2 separate regions of the Pan troglodytes genome follow, and region 1 is linked to region 2. The links are chromatin contacts, called in public HiChIP or PLAC-seq maps. All regions are on one chromosome and are shown on one strand. The core of a region is the stretch at or near the end of the contact, and the rest is flanking DNA. Distances in the headings are between cores, read along the strand shown. Region 1 holds the start of ACTL6A (actin like 6A). Region 2 holds the start of MFN1 (mitofusin 1).

What was found. HiChIP or PLAC-seq counts read pairs in DNA pulled down with a chosen protein or histone mark.
Region 1: a contact with region 2 is called in an H3K4me3 HiChIP or PLAC-seq map of stem cell-derived excitatory neurons, with 4 times the contacts expected there. The contact joins the promoter of ACTL6A here to the promoter of MFN1 in region 2. A contact is called at or near these places in 1 of 7 Hi-C or Micro-C datasets (induced pluripotent stem cells) and 1 of 1 datasets of contacts at active chromatin or transcription factors (stem cell-derived excitatory neurons).

Annotation. Positions count from the first base shown.
Region 1 is chr2:182,736,744-182,743,043 of NHGRI_mPanTro3-v2.0_pri, forward strand. It overlaps ACTL6A (actin like 6A), which reads left to right and starts at 3,781. Exons shown (of 14, transcript NM_001271671.1): 1 at 3,781-4,226. LOC134809503 (a long non-coding RNA gene) reads right to left here and starts at 3,330. Exons shown (of 2, transcript XR_010155386.1): 1 at 3,208-3,330.
Region 2 is chr2:182,522,086-182,528,503 of NHGRI_mPanTro3-v2.0_pri, forward strand. MFN1 (mitofusin 1) reads left to right here and starts at 3,950. Exons shown (of 19, transcript XM_063807365.1): 1 at 3,950-4,141; 2 at 5,176-5,294. The coding sequence starts at 5,183.

The sequences.
Region 1 (6,300 bases), core at 2,531-5,030, 210 kb after region 2:
GCTGGGTTAGTACTTTTGTTTTAATGTACTTTCAACTAGTTTTCCTAAGAATTGAAGATTGGGAGGCCGAGGCAGGTGGATCTCTTGAGGCCAGGAGTTCAAGACCAGCCTGGCCAACATGGTGAAACTCCTTCTCTACTAAAAATACAAAAATTAGCTGGGCATGGTGGCACATGCCTGTAGTCCCAACTACTGGGGAGGCTGAGGCAGGAGAATCACTTCAACCTGGGAGATGGAGGTTGCAGTGAGCCAAGACCATGCCACTGCACTCCAGCCTGGGCTATAGAGCGAGACTCTGTATTACAAAAAAAAAAAAAAAAAAGAATAGAAGAAAACAGCCATACTGTTAAGTCAAAGGAAATAACGTCATTAATATGGAGGATGCCCATCCACCGACATAGTTCTTTTAGAAGGCTGAATAGGTTTTCTTTCTGAACAATCTCATGCTCCAGCAATTCAATATTTCAGGGCCAATAGTCTTAGTGTCCTATTACATTTTTTATTGATTAAAATTTATCAAAGGATTCACAAGTGTGCACTTTTATCTGTGTCAACATGTGATTTGTCCTGAAACATCAGATGTAATGTGAAGTTTATTTCCTTTGAAATTCATTTCAATGGCTTATTATTAAATGAAGCCGTGGTTCCAATGGGACATCAAGAGATTCCAAGCCAACCTGATATTACGAATGAATGAACAAACAAATGATCTGTTTTCTAGTATTTTTCCAAATTATCAAATGGAGCAAAACCTGACTTTAAGCAAAATCATCTGAGTGTCACTTCCATCTTCTTTGTGCTGTCAGATTTACAATTCTCCTGCACAGTTTGGTTACTCCGCACACGGTGCAGGACAGTTTTAAATCTGGGGAGGAGACAGTCCCATCTCAGGCTTTCCAGAGGCTAGAGGGCGTGGTCCTCATCATCAACCCTCTTGAACTGTTTTGTTTTAAGATAAACGCTGAACAAGTGGAACAAATATTTTACTCTCTTTTAGACTAGATAGGTATTTTACTTCTAGGATATATTATCTTCAAACATGAGAGATGTTGGAGATAGTATTGAAGAGATATCAATGTTCAGCGATATCAAAATCTAGTTAATTTGCTGTATATAAATTATTTGGCATTTAAATGCTACATTGATTTAAATGGATAACTGTGTATTATAAACTCACAAATAGCATCTCTTCAATATTTAATTATTAGAAAACATCTCAATATTTTATACTCCAGCTACTAGTCAAACACATCATAAAAACATAGATTGGAAGAAGAAATATTTTGGGGATTTGATATGCAGCTACAGTGACAGCTATAATAATGGGGACAACAGTTAACATAGGGTACTTAATGCACGCTATGCTGGTTATATTACATGTGTTAGCTCAGGTCTGCAAACTCTTCTTGTAAAGGGTCCAGTAATAAATGTATTCTCCAGCTGAGTGGGACACATAGTCTCTGTCTCCCAACTACTCAACTCTACCCTTACAGAGCAAAATAGTCATAAATGAGTAAGTGTGGGCTGTGTCCTAATAAAACTTAGTTTAAGGTCACTGAAGTGTGAATTTCGCATAGTTTTCACATCTCTCTCCTTCTTTCTTTCGTTTTCTTTTTTTTTTTTTTTTCAGGGACTTGCTTTGTCACCCAGGCTGGAGTGCAGTGGGGAGATCACGGCTCACTGAAGCTTTGAACTCCCAGGCTCAAGCAATCCTCTCACCCTAGCCTCCAGAGTAGCTAGGGGGCATGCACCACCATACCCAGATAATTTTAAAATTTTTTGTAAAGACGGGGGTCTCCCTGTGTTGCCCAGGCTGGTCTTGAACTCCTGGCCTCAAGCGATCCTCCTGCTTGGACCTCCCAAAGTGCTAGGATTACAGCTGTGAGCCACCATGCCCAACCTGTCACATATTATTCTTTAAAATATTTTTAAAAATAATTTAAAAACAGAAATAATCATTCTTAGCTCAAGGCCAAAAAAAAAAAAAAAAAAAAAGGCAGTCTTCCCACCTGCTTCCCCTTTTCCCCACCTCCCCTCCCCACCCCACACACAAAAGACTGGATTTGGCCCTAGTGCCATAGTGTGCTGACATCTGCATTATCTCACTGGGTTAATAGGGCTTTTCTAAATGGTCAGATATACTATGATTATATTGTCAAGTGAATGGGAAAGAGTTTTCCCGCTAGCCTTTTTTCCCACCCTACTGCCTCATCACTTTCTGCCACCCTCTGCCACTGAGACTGATGGGGTTTTAGTCAATAGTTTCTAAGGTTAAAAGTAGGCACTGCATGTCTAGACTCTAGACAAGGATCAATTACAAGGATAGGCAGCAATCTTAAGGGTTTGAGCGCTGGAGTGTCCTGATCGGGTTTGGGCGTTTTCACAGATGAAGCTCCCTTGATCAAGAGTGGCAAAGGGACAGAGCAACAAGTTGTTGCAGTAATCTGGGGATAAAGGAAGGTGATCTGGACTAGGCTGGTAGAAATAGGGGACTAAGACAGGCTGTTTTTGGGATGCCTATTTAGGATTGGGTGCTTGCTTGAATGAAGATTGATTAGCTGTTTTAAATACCTCTCACAGGATAAAAGAAATTGATTTTTTTTTTTTTTTTTGAGACAGAGTCTTGCTCTGTCGCCCAGGCTGGAGTGCAGTGGCGCAATCTCGGCTCACTGCAACCTCTGCCTCCCGGGTTCAAGCGATTCTCCTGCCTCAGCCTCCTGCATAGCTGGGACTACAGGCCCGGCTACTTTTCTCATTTTTAGTAGACACAGGGTTTCACTGTGTTGGCCAGGCTGGTCTCGAACTCCTGACCTCGTGATCTGCCCGCCTCGGCCTACCAAAGTGCTCGGATTACACGCATGAGCCACCACGCCCGGCCTGAAATTTTTTTTTTTTTAAAGAAATGAGTAAGTTTTTTAATAGTTTTTAAAGCGCTACCTAGGTTTAGCTGGGATAACGCATAATTTCATTCTTCTTTTACTTACTAATAACCATTTTAAAAATTGCAAGATCCTATCAATTTGTCTGATTTACTGATTCCCCTATCCCAAAGTGGAGCGCAAAATTTTTATTTTTTCAACATAAAAGTTAGTTTAAAATACTTTTTCTGAAGAAAAAAAGAAAGAAATCCGCATTCCCCACAGTCACTGGACAGGAATCTCGGCGTGGAGACACCCGTTCAATTTCCAAGGGTCTACCTTCCCCTACCTGGGTTCCCGCCGCTCCTCAGCGCCCAGACGCACCTCCTAGTCCCGCCCCCATGCTTCTTCCAGCCTTCCTCCTTCTTCTCCCACTGCCTCCGCCCATTCCCTCGCCCACCCGGGAAGCTCCGCCCCCTCCAGCTCCGCAACCCAACTCCTTCTGTCCTGCTGTCGCTTTCCTCTTTCCCGCCCCCATGGCTGCCTTCGATTGGCTAAACCTGCTGGGCCGCGGCGGGGATGCGGCGCAGCCGCATTCTGATTGGCTAGACTTAGGCCTGGACCCTAGTGATTGGCTGATGAGAGGAGCCAGCAAGTGTGGCTGAGCTCCGGGGTGTGTGGACGCCGCTTTGTTGCCTGAGGGGGGTGGCGGTGGAAGTTAAGGGAGTCAGGGGCTATCGCTCCTCGAGACTTGCAGTCGCGGCCACTGCAGTCATTCGCCAGTTAGCCCTTAGGGTAGGAGTCGCGCCGGCAGCAGCCATGAGCGGCGGCGTGTACGGGGGAGGTGAGTGAGTGCGGCCGGACGAGAGAGCGCGCCTTTTCGGCGTGTGGGGTTTGTAACCGCCGCTCCCAGCCCTCCCCTCCCCGGCGTTCCCTTCCGGTCTCCCCCTCTCGGGACCCCGGCCTCCCCGCCCCGTCCCCGCCCCACGCTCTGCCCGCCCCCGGAGCCCACCCGGCTCGCCGTGCTCCTCGGGCGCCCTGAAGTGGCGGCTCTCTGTGGCCTCTTCCTGCCTCTGTCCCCGGAGGAGCAGGGTTTTGGGGTGCGCGCTCGGTTCTCTAGGGAGCCTCGGGGCTGGGCGGGAGGCTCAGTCTAGCCGGCCGCCGGGCCCCGGCTTGGGTGACCGCCCCAGGGTCGCATCTCCCCGAGTGCCTCCTGGACTCAGCTGTGTCGGGACGCGTGTGCGCGCGCCTAAACTTGGAAGGTCCCGGCGGTTTGCAAGCGTGGACGGAGGGTTCCCAGAGTGTCCCATAGGTGGCAAAGCGAGCCTCAAGCCGTAGAACTGACTAGGGAAGCGGCGGCCACTTAGGGTACTGCCTCCTCCCCGTCTGCGCCCCATGCGCGAGCTGCCTCACCTTTCAGTAACTCCTGCCGGTTTGTTGGCTGCGGAGTCTCCAGAGTGACTCGTGGGCGGGTCTGTTTGAGATCAATTCAGGAGCACGTGTAATTTAAGGATGCCCAGAAAGTTTGCTGGGGGTCCTAGGCGTGTTATTTTTTCACTTTCTTTGATTAGACTGTGGTGTGGTAGAAACATTACCAGGTGCCGGGGGTTACAGACCTGGGTTGAAATATCCACCTCACTCTTTATTAAGCGCTTTGGTCTTGGGCAGTTTATGTAACTTTCCAACTTCAGGCCTCATTTATGGAATAATTCCTAGCCGATGGGGGTGGGCATGAAGGTTAAATGAAATAATGCTGCATTTGCCACTTAAAGTCTGGCCCATGGACCAGCAGTGTCAGCATCACCTGCAAGCCTGTTAGAAATGCAGGATCTCACGCGTCATTCAAAATCTACTGATTTAGAGCCTCCATTTTTGCAAGATCTGCAGGTTAATTGAAACACTGATACATATAATTCATGTGTTGGGTTGTGTTTGATGAGTTAGAGACCCAGAACACAAATCCAGACTATTGCTATTGTTACTATGTCTAATAGTGATGCTGTTTCTATAAAGGATGTCATTTTACAGGTAGGAAACAACAAAAATAAGATTTTTCCTTCATGTCCCCCAAGAAAATCACATCACCCCTAAACTTGGAAGGAGAAAAACATTAAAGTCCTCAAAAAAAAAAAAAGCCTTTTTAGTAGAGTAGAGGTTCGATTCTTGAGGATTTTTATAGACTAGAAATTGCATCCTAGGTTTTAAACATCCAGAACTCTGTGGTTCTATTAAGCCTCCTGCCTCCCATGGCCACTCTCCTACTTTGGGTTCATGGGGCTTGATTTTTAATGAAGCAGGGTACAGGAATTAGATGTATCTCCCATCCTGGAAAAGGAACAGATGTAAAATTCTGAGAATTTAGAGTCTTAAATTAAAATTCCACCATATCCAGTTTACTAAACTAATTAGGACAGGAAAATGAGCTGATATGTTGGATTTTTTCTATTTCACAAAAATGTTTTTTGAGTACTTGCTATGTGGCAGGTATAGGCTCTTGTCATCAAGAAGCTCAGTCTTGTAGATGAGTCTGTTAGGTAAATAGACACCGTATTTCACTGATTCTTCGTTGTACATTTTTCCCCACATTTAAACAGCTGAAGTTGGAATATGTCTTTTTTTTTTTTTTTAATAGAGATGGGTCTTGAACTCCTGAGCTCAGGTGGTCCTCCCACCTCAGCCTCCCAAAGTGCTAGGATTACAGGTTTGAGCCACTGCCCCCAGTCAGAATATGTCTTAACAGTGCTGGCGTGGCAGAGTTTAATTGCCATATTATTTTGTTAGTGATGCAGGAAATAGTGGTGCATCATGTAGTTGATAGCATCTTATATTGATCAGAAATGGTAACTGTAATTCAATGAGAGATGTTCATTGATAACAATATGCAGAAGGGGCCAGGTGCGGTGTAATCCCAACACCTTGGGAGGCCGAGGCGGGCGGATCACTTGAGGCCAGGAGTTCAAGACCAGCTTGGCCAACATGACAAAACCCTGTCTCTACTAAAAATACAAAACTTAGCCAGGCGTGGTGGCGCATGCCTGGAGTCCCAGCTGCTGGGGAGGCTGAGGCACAAGAATCGCTCGAACCTGGAACTGCACTCCAGCCTGGGTGACAGAGCGAGACTCTATCCTAAAAAAAACAAAAACAAACATATATATATATGTGTGTTATATATGTTATATATATTACATATGTTATGTTGTATATATTATATATTTTATATGTTATATATGTCTCATATATATACATATATAGAGAGAGAGTGCAAAGGTAGCTCAGAGAATAAAGTTATTGATTCTGTGTGGTGGAGTCAAGGGACTTTACAATAGAGGTAATGGGGATGATGGAGGAGGAGTGGAAAGGGACAGCATATGCAAAGGTTAGCTGAGTGAGAGTATGTGGTGTGTTCAGGAGATGACATATTACCCAGTAAGTTAGTGTATGA
Region 2 (6,418 bases), core at 2,700-5,199:
AGGTTGCAGTGAGCCTAGATCGTGCCATTGCACTCCAGCCTGGGCAACTGAGCGGGACTCCTCAAAAAAACAAAACAAAACAAAAAGACTATTTTACTATGCTTCTATTTAACTAACAGCTATGGAATATCTACTATCAAGCCAAGTGCTCAGGAATACAAAGATAAACTATGGTTCTTGACCTCAAAGAGATTTACCATATAATGCAGGAAACTGTCACCTTTCTGAACTATAATTCAATTAAATATCAAATTGACTTTCATGTATCTAAGTATTTGCCTTTTGTATAATGCTACCTACCATACACGTTCTTGTCAGTTTTTTATATACTTGTGATTCAGTACTTCCAAAATATATGCAGAATGACTAAAGTTTATACTCCCATCAGCAAGATCATGTTTCCTCACAGGCTTATCAACAATATCATACAACTTTTAAATTTCCTGTAAATCTTAAGGTCATAAAGTAGTACATTATTATTGTTTAAATTTGCATAATCTGATTACTAACAAGGTTGAGACTATCTAATATGCTTATTAGTCATTTTAACTTTCATTTTGTGAACTGCTTCTCCCTATCCTTTGTCTGCTTTTCTGTTGGGTTTTCTGCTCTATTTTCCAAAGTTCTTTATTTTTAACTATTGATTTTTGTTGGCAATATATACTGCAAAAAATAGATTTCCTATGTGTCTGTTACGGATGTCTTTTTTGAACAGAAATCCTTAAATTTAATGTAATAGATTCATCACATTTTCCCTTTACATTGTACCTCCTGCCTGTTAATTTTACAAAATTCTCTCCAACTAAAATGTCCCCAAATTATTTTCCTACGTTTTTTCCTAATTTTCTGGTTTTACTTTTCTTTTCTTTTCTTTTTTTTTTTTTTTTTGAGACGGAGTCTTGCTCTGTCGCCCCGGTTGGAGTGCAGTGGTGAGATCTCGACTCACTGCAAGCTCCGCCTCCGGCGTTCACGCCATTCTCCTGCCTCAGCCTCCCGAGTAGCTGGGACTACAGGCGCCCGCCACCACGCCCGACTAATTTTTTTGTATTTTTAGTAGAGACGAGGTTTCACTGGATTAGCCAGGATGGTCTCGATCTCCTCACCTCGTGATCTGCCCGCCTCGGCCTCCCAAAGTGCTGGGATTACAGGCTTGAGCCACCGCGCCCGGCCTGGTTTTACTTTCCATGTTTAGGTCTTATACCCATCTGAATTTGTATATAGATATGATTCAAACTTTATTTTTGTTAATTAAACTGAACCAATTTCTCCAATGTGATAAAATAATTTATCTTACCCAGTGATTCATAATACCAATTTTATCATATACCAACTCCCCATGGACATAATTAGCATGTAAATCTGTGTCTTACACAATTACATTCCATCGTTTGTTCCTCCAAGAGTATCACATACTTTAATAGTAACAACATGCTTTGAATATTAAGAGTTGGGTAAATATAGGCAGAGAACAAGGGAAATAAAGAGAAATGGTTGATAATTTAAAAAATAAATATTAGAGCTTTGCTTATAGCAAATAAAAAATAAATGTTAGGACTTATTATAAATATTAAACTTTAGCAAGTACTTCTTCTGCATGTATTGAGATAAATGTGGGTTTCCTCCTTTGGTCTGTCAGTATTATGGATTATATTGATTTCTGTTTGATGATTTCTGTATTCCTAGGAAAACCTTACTTGGATAAAAAAATAATTCTAATACAACGTTGGCCTCAGGTAGCTAATATTTCCTATGTTTGCCTCTGTAGTCCATAAGTGTGAATTTTTTTTTTTTTTTTTTTTTTTTTCTGGAGACTGAGTCTTGCTCTTTCGCCCAGGCTGGAGTGCAGTAGCGTGATGTTGGCTCACTGAAACCTCCGCCTCCCTGATTCAAGTGATTCTCCTGCCTCAGCCTCTGGAGTAGCTGAGACTACAGGCACCTGCCACCACGCCTGGCTAATTTTTGTGTTTTTTATTAGAGACAAGGTTTCACCATATTGGACAGGCTGGTCTCGAATTCCTGACCTCATGATCCACACGCCTCATGATCCAAACTGCTGGGATTACAGGTGTGAGCCATCGCGCCCGGCAAGATTAATCTTTTCGTTAAACATGTAATAGAAAGTTACCCCGAAAATCATCTAGACCTGGCTATTTTTGAATATGTGGGAAACTTAGCCTATTCGAGTTTTCTATTTTTTCTCGGTCTAATTTTGGTATTTGATGTTTTCCCAGATTTTATACTTCATCTAAGCTTTTCAATTTGTTGGCATTTATAGTATATATCTATAGTTATTCTCCCCTTAATTTGTGTCTTCTTTCATTTTTTATGTTCTTGAACAGATTTGGCAGTGATACATCAAATTGATAATTTCTTTCAAATAACTCTAGTTTTTGTTAATATCTATGTTGGTTTTAGCGTTTATATTTTAATTCTTTTCCTTCTTTGTGTTTACTCTCCTGGCTTTTTGGTAATATGTGTGTTCCACACACACACAAAAGCAATGGATTAAATTTCTTATTACTTACTATATTAAACATTTAATTACCGTGCTATAATTTATAGCCTGTAATATGTCACTCTTGCTTTAAAATGCAGTAATTATATTAAATATAATTATTAAGTACAGAACTAATAAAAGGATACCATCATGATTTTTAAAATTCAAACAGAGTAAAAGTTCCCTTTGAGACTACCTATGCTCAGAACTGATGGATTAGCTGGCACGACCCAGACCGATAAACTGGCTCATCTGACCTAGTGTCCCCCAACCCAGGAACTGACTCGTGCAGAAAGACAGCTTCCACTCCCTGTGATTTCATCCCTGGCCAATCAGCACTCCTGGCTCAGTTGCCTCCCCCAACCCACCAAATTGTCCTTAAAAATTCTGCTCCCCAGTGCTGCTCGGGGAGACTGATTTCAGTAATAATAAAACTCCAGTCTCCCATACAGCCGGCTTTGCGTGACTAAGTCTTTATTTGCAATTCCCCTGTCTTGTATCAGTTCTGGCTAGTCAGCGGGCAAGGTGAAGGCTTTCCTTGGGCGGTTACCATCCGAAGCTTTAATTTTAAGTATAATGGCAAGCTGTTGGAAAGCTTTTTTTTTTTTTTTTTTGTTTTTGAGATGGAGTCTGGCTCTGTCGCCCAGGCTGGAGTGCAGTGGCGCGATCTCGGCTCACTGTAACCTCCGCCTCCCGGGTTCAAGCAATTCTCTGCCTCAGGCTCCTGAGTAGCTGGAACTACAGGCGCCCGCCACCACCACGCCCGGCTACTTCTTGTATTTTTAGTAGAGACGGGCGTTCGCCGTGTTAGCCAGGATGCTCCCGATCTCCTGACCTTTTGATCCGCCCGCCTCGGCCTCCCAAAGTGCTGGGATTACAGGCGTGAGCCACCCCGCCCGGCCTGGAAAGCTTTTTAAGTTCGGAAAGTAATACGATCTGGATTTCTTTTCTTTTGTCATTTATTTATTTATTTATTTGAAAAAATGTCTCGCTCTCTTGCCCAGGCTGGAGTGCAGTGGCACGATAAATCACAGTTCGCTGCAGCCCCGGGCCCAAACAATCCCCCCGCCTCAGTCTCCGAAGTAGCTGGGACCACAGGTGTGTGCCACCACGCCTCGCTAAGTTTTTAATTTTTTTTTAATTTTTCATTTTTTAATTTTGTAGAGACGGGGAGGAGGAAGCGGGTCGGGGGCCGAGGGGGGCGCCTCCCTATGTTGCCCAGCCTAGTCTCGAACTCCTGAGCTTAAGAGATATCCCGCCCCTTCGGTCTCCCAAAGTGCTGGGATTATAGGCGTCAGCCACCACCATCATTGGAAGCTAGCTAAGCCTAGGCTGGGCAGAGACTTGGACACTTTGAGGGGAGAAGGGAGGGGAAGAAGTTGGAAGGGGGAACGGAAAACCACTCTCCTGGTAGCAGTCTCTGCCCACAACAAACCTTGCCTTCTGCCCTTAAGGAAAATGGCGCCTGGCATAGATGCGCTTCCGGCCACGGAGCCAAACAGAACAGAGGAGGCAAGAGGCCGGAAGTGACCGCCCTTTGCCACTCCCCCTGCCTCCTCTCCGCCTTTAACTTCTCGGGAAGATGAGGCACTTTGGCATCTGTGGCCGAGTTGCTGTTGCCGGGTGATAGTTGGAGCGGAGACTGTGAGTGCCGGCTGCCTCGACAGAACGTTAACGACGCTCGGAGTGACCTTCGAGCGACTGGGGACTGGGGGCGGGAGTCGTGCATGCAGCGTTGTGTGACGAGGTGCCGCCCGCCGCGGTCCTGTGGGAAAGGAGAGAGCCAACTGTCGGGCGAACGGGGCTGGCGGCCGAGTCGAGCCCACGGAGCCCACGAGGCCGTGCTCGGGGGTGGGATTGGGGGATCCGGACCTGGACGGTCGTGCGCGGGGCGGGGGTGGGCTCTGGCCCTGACTCCTGCGCCCGGTGTGGGAAGGTGGGAGGCCTTTTCTAAGGCAGGTGTTCACACCGGCCGGACCGGGGCGTTACCCCCACCCGGCTTTTCCCACGCAGCTCCTTCGCGCGGTCATTTCTTGACTCTCTGGAAGAATCCGCCTTCTTTATGGCCACTGTTCCTTTCCATGTACACACCAGGATTAGACCGTGATTGTTTGTCTTTGGTGTCTTTTTCTTGAGAAACCACCTATGCTTTCTTAAACTTATAGTCCTTGAAGTTTCTGGTACTTTGGCTGGAAGCGTTAATGCCCTCTTGAAGCCTTACCTTTCTAAATGTCAGCCTCACATTGTGATCTTAGAATTTTATTTCCTCACTCTGCATATCCACTCCTACTCACCTAGAGCTTCAGGTTGAGAAACTTAGTAACTTCGTTATTGTTTGTGAATTTGGCTTCGTCTCACTAACCCTGTTCCCTGATGTACTTTAGAGTCACATGCAGTGACAAACTTAGTCACAATTAGTTTCGTCTTCACCGAAGGGAAATTGAGTAGAAATTGCAACCAAGATTTTGGCTAATAGATTTCACTTATTTTAGTGAAATATCATTCAAAAGTCGTCTCTAATTGTCTGACTAGAACACTCCCAAAAAAGAATTACCTAAAAACATTTTGCCAGCATAATTTATTTCATTGGGGAGTTGATGAATGTCACTGGTGTGTCATCAGTTTGCATGTCTATCATCCACTTTAGTTGGTGCTTTTCTAACTTTATCTCCCTCTAGTAGCATAATGGCAGAACCTGTTTCTCCACTGAAGCACTTTGTGCTGGCTAAGAAGGCGATTACTGCAATCTTTGACCAGTTACTGGAGTTTGTTACTGAAGGATCACATTTTGTTGAAGGTTAGTTCTTCTTAAGTTTTTAAAGTAATTACTGTTGAAAATATATAAAAGTGCTTATTCTTTCAACGTGTTATTGAACACATGTATAGGGCATTATACTGTATACTATGAGAAGTACTATAATGAATAAAACCCCTTTCTAACCTCCAGAAGGGGAAAATTAAATGGTATTAATAACAACTAAGAACTTTAGTATATTAATAGCTCATTTAATTTTCATCACCACTAGGTGATGAGAAATAGCTATGTTAATAGTTCATTTAATTTTCATCACCACCATCTGTCATTTTAAAGATGAAGAGACCAAGTCAAAGAAAAGTTAAACAGTTTGCCCAAGATCACACAGCTAATAAGTGCCCAGACAAAAAATCAGGCAGTCCACATTTAACCATTATACTTGTCTCCTCCCCAATTTAGCAGTTAAGCCAAGACCTCAGACATATCTCATTCTCTCAAATGAGGCTGAATTGCAGTGGAAAGGGGGAAAAAGGAGTTTCATAACTGTTAAAGGTGATGAGGAATGTCATGTCTTACTAGGGAATACTTCTTTTTTTTTTTTTTTTTTTTGAGACAGAGTCTTGTCTTGTTGCCCAGGCTGGAGTGCAGTGGCATGTTCTCGGCTCACTGCAGCCTCCACTTCCTGGGTTCAAGCGATTCTTCTGCCTCAGCCTCCCAAGTAAATGGGACTACAGTGCACGTGCCACCATGCCTGACTAATTTTTGTATTTTTAGTAGAGACAGGGTTTCACCATATTGGCCAGGCTGGTCTCGAACTCCTGACCCCATGATCACCTCTCTTGGCCTCCCAAAGTGCTGGGATTACAGGTGTGAGCCACCACACCCGGCCGGGAATCCTTCTTTGGAGATAACTGTTGAAATTTTTTTCTGGTTCTTAAGATTATGTACCTCTCGGCCAGGCGCCCTGACTCACACCTGTAATTCCAGCACTTTGGGAGTCCAAGATCGGCAGATTACCTGAGGTTAGGAGTTCAAGACCAGCCTGATCAACATGGTGAAACCCTGTCTGTACTAAAAATACAAAAATTAGCTGGGCCTGGTGGCGGACGCCTGTAATCCTAGCTACTCAGGAGGCTCGGGGAGGGAGAATCGCTTGAACCCGGGAG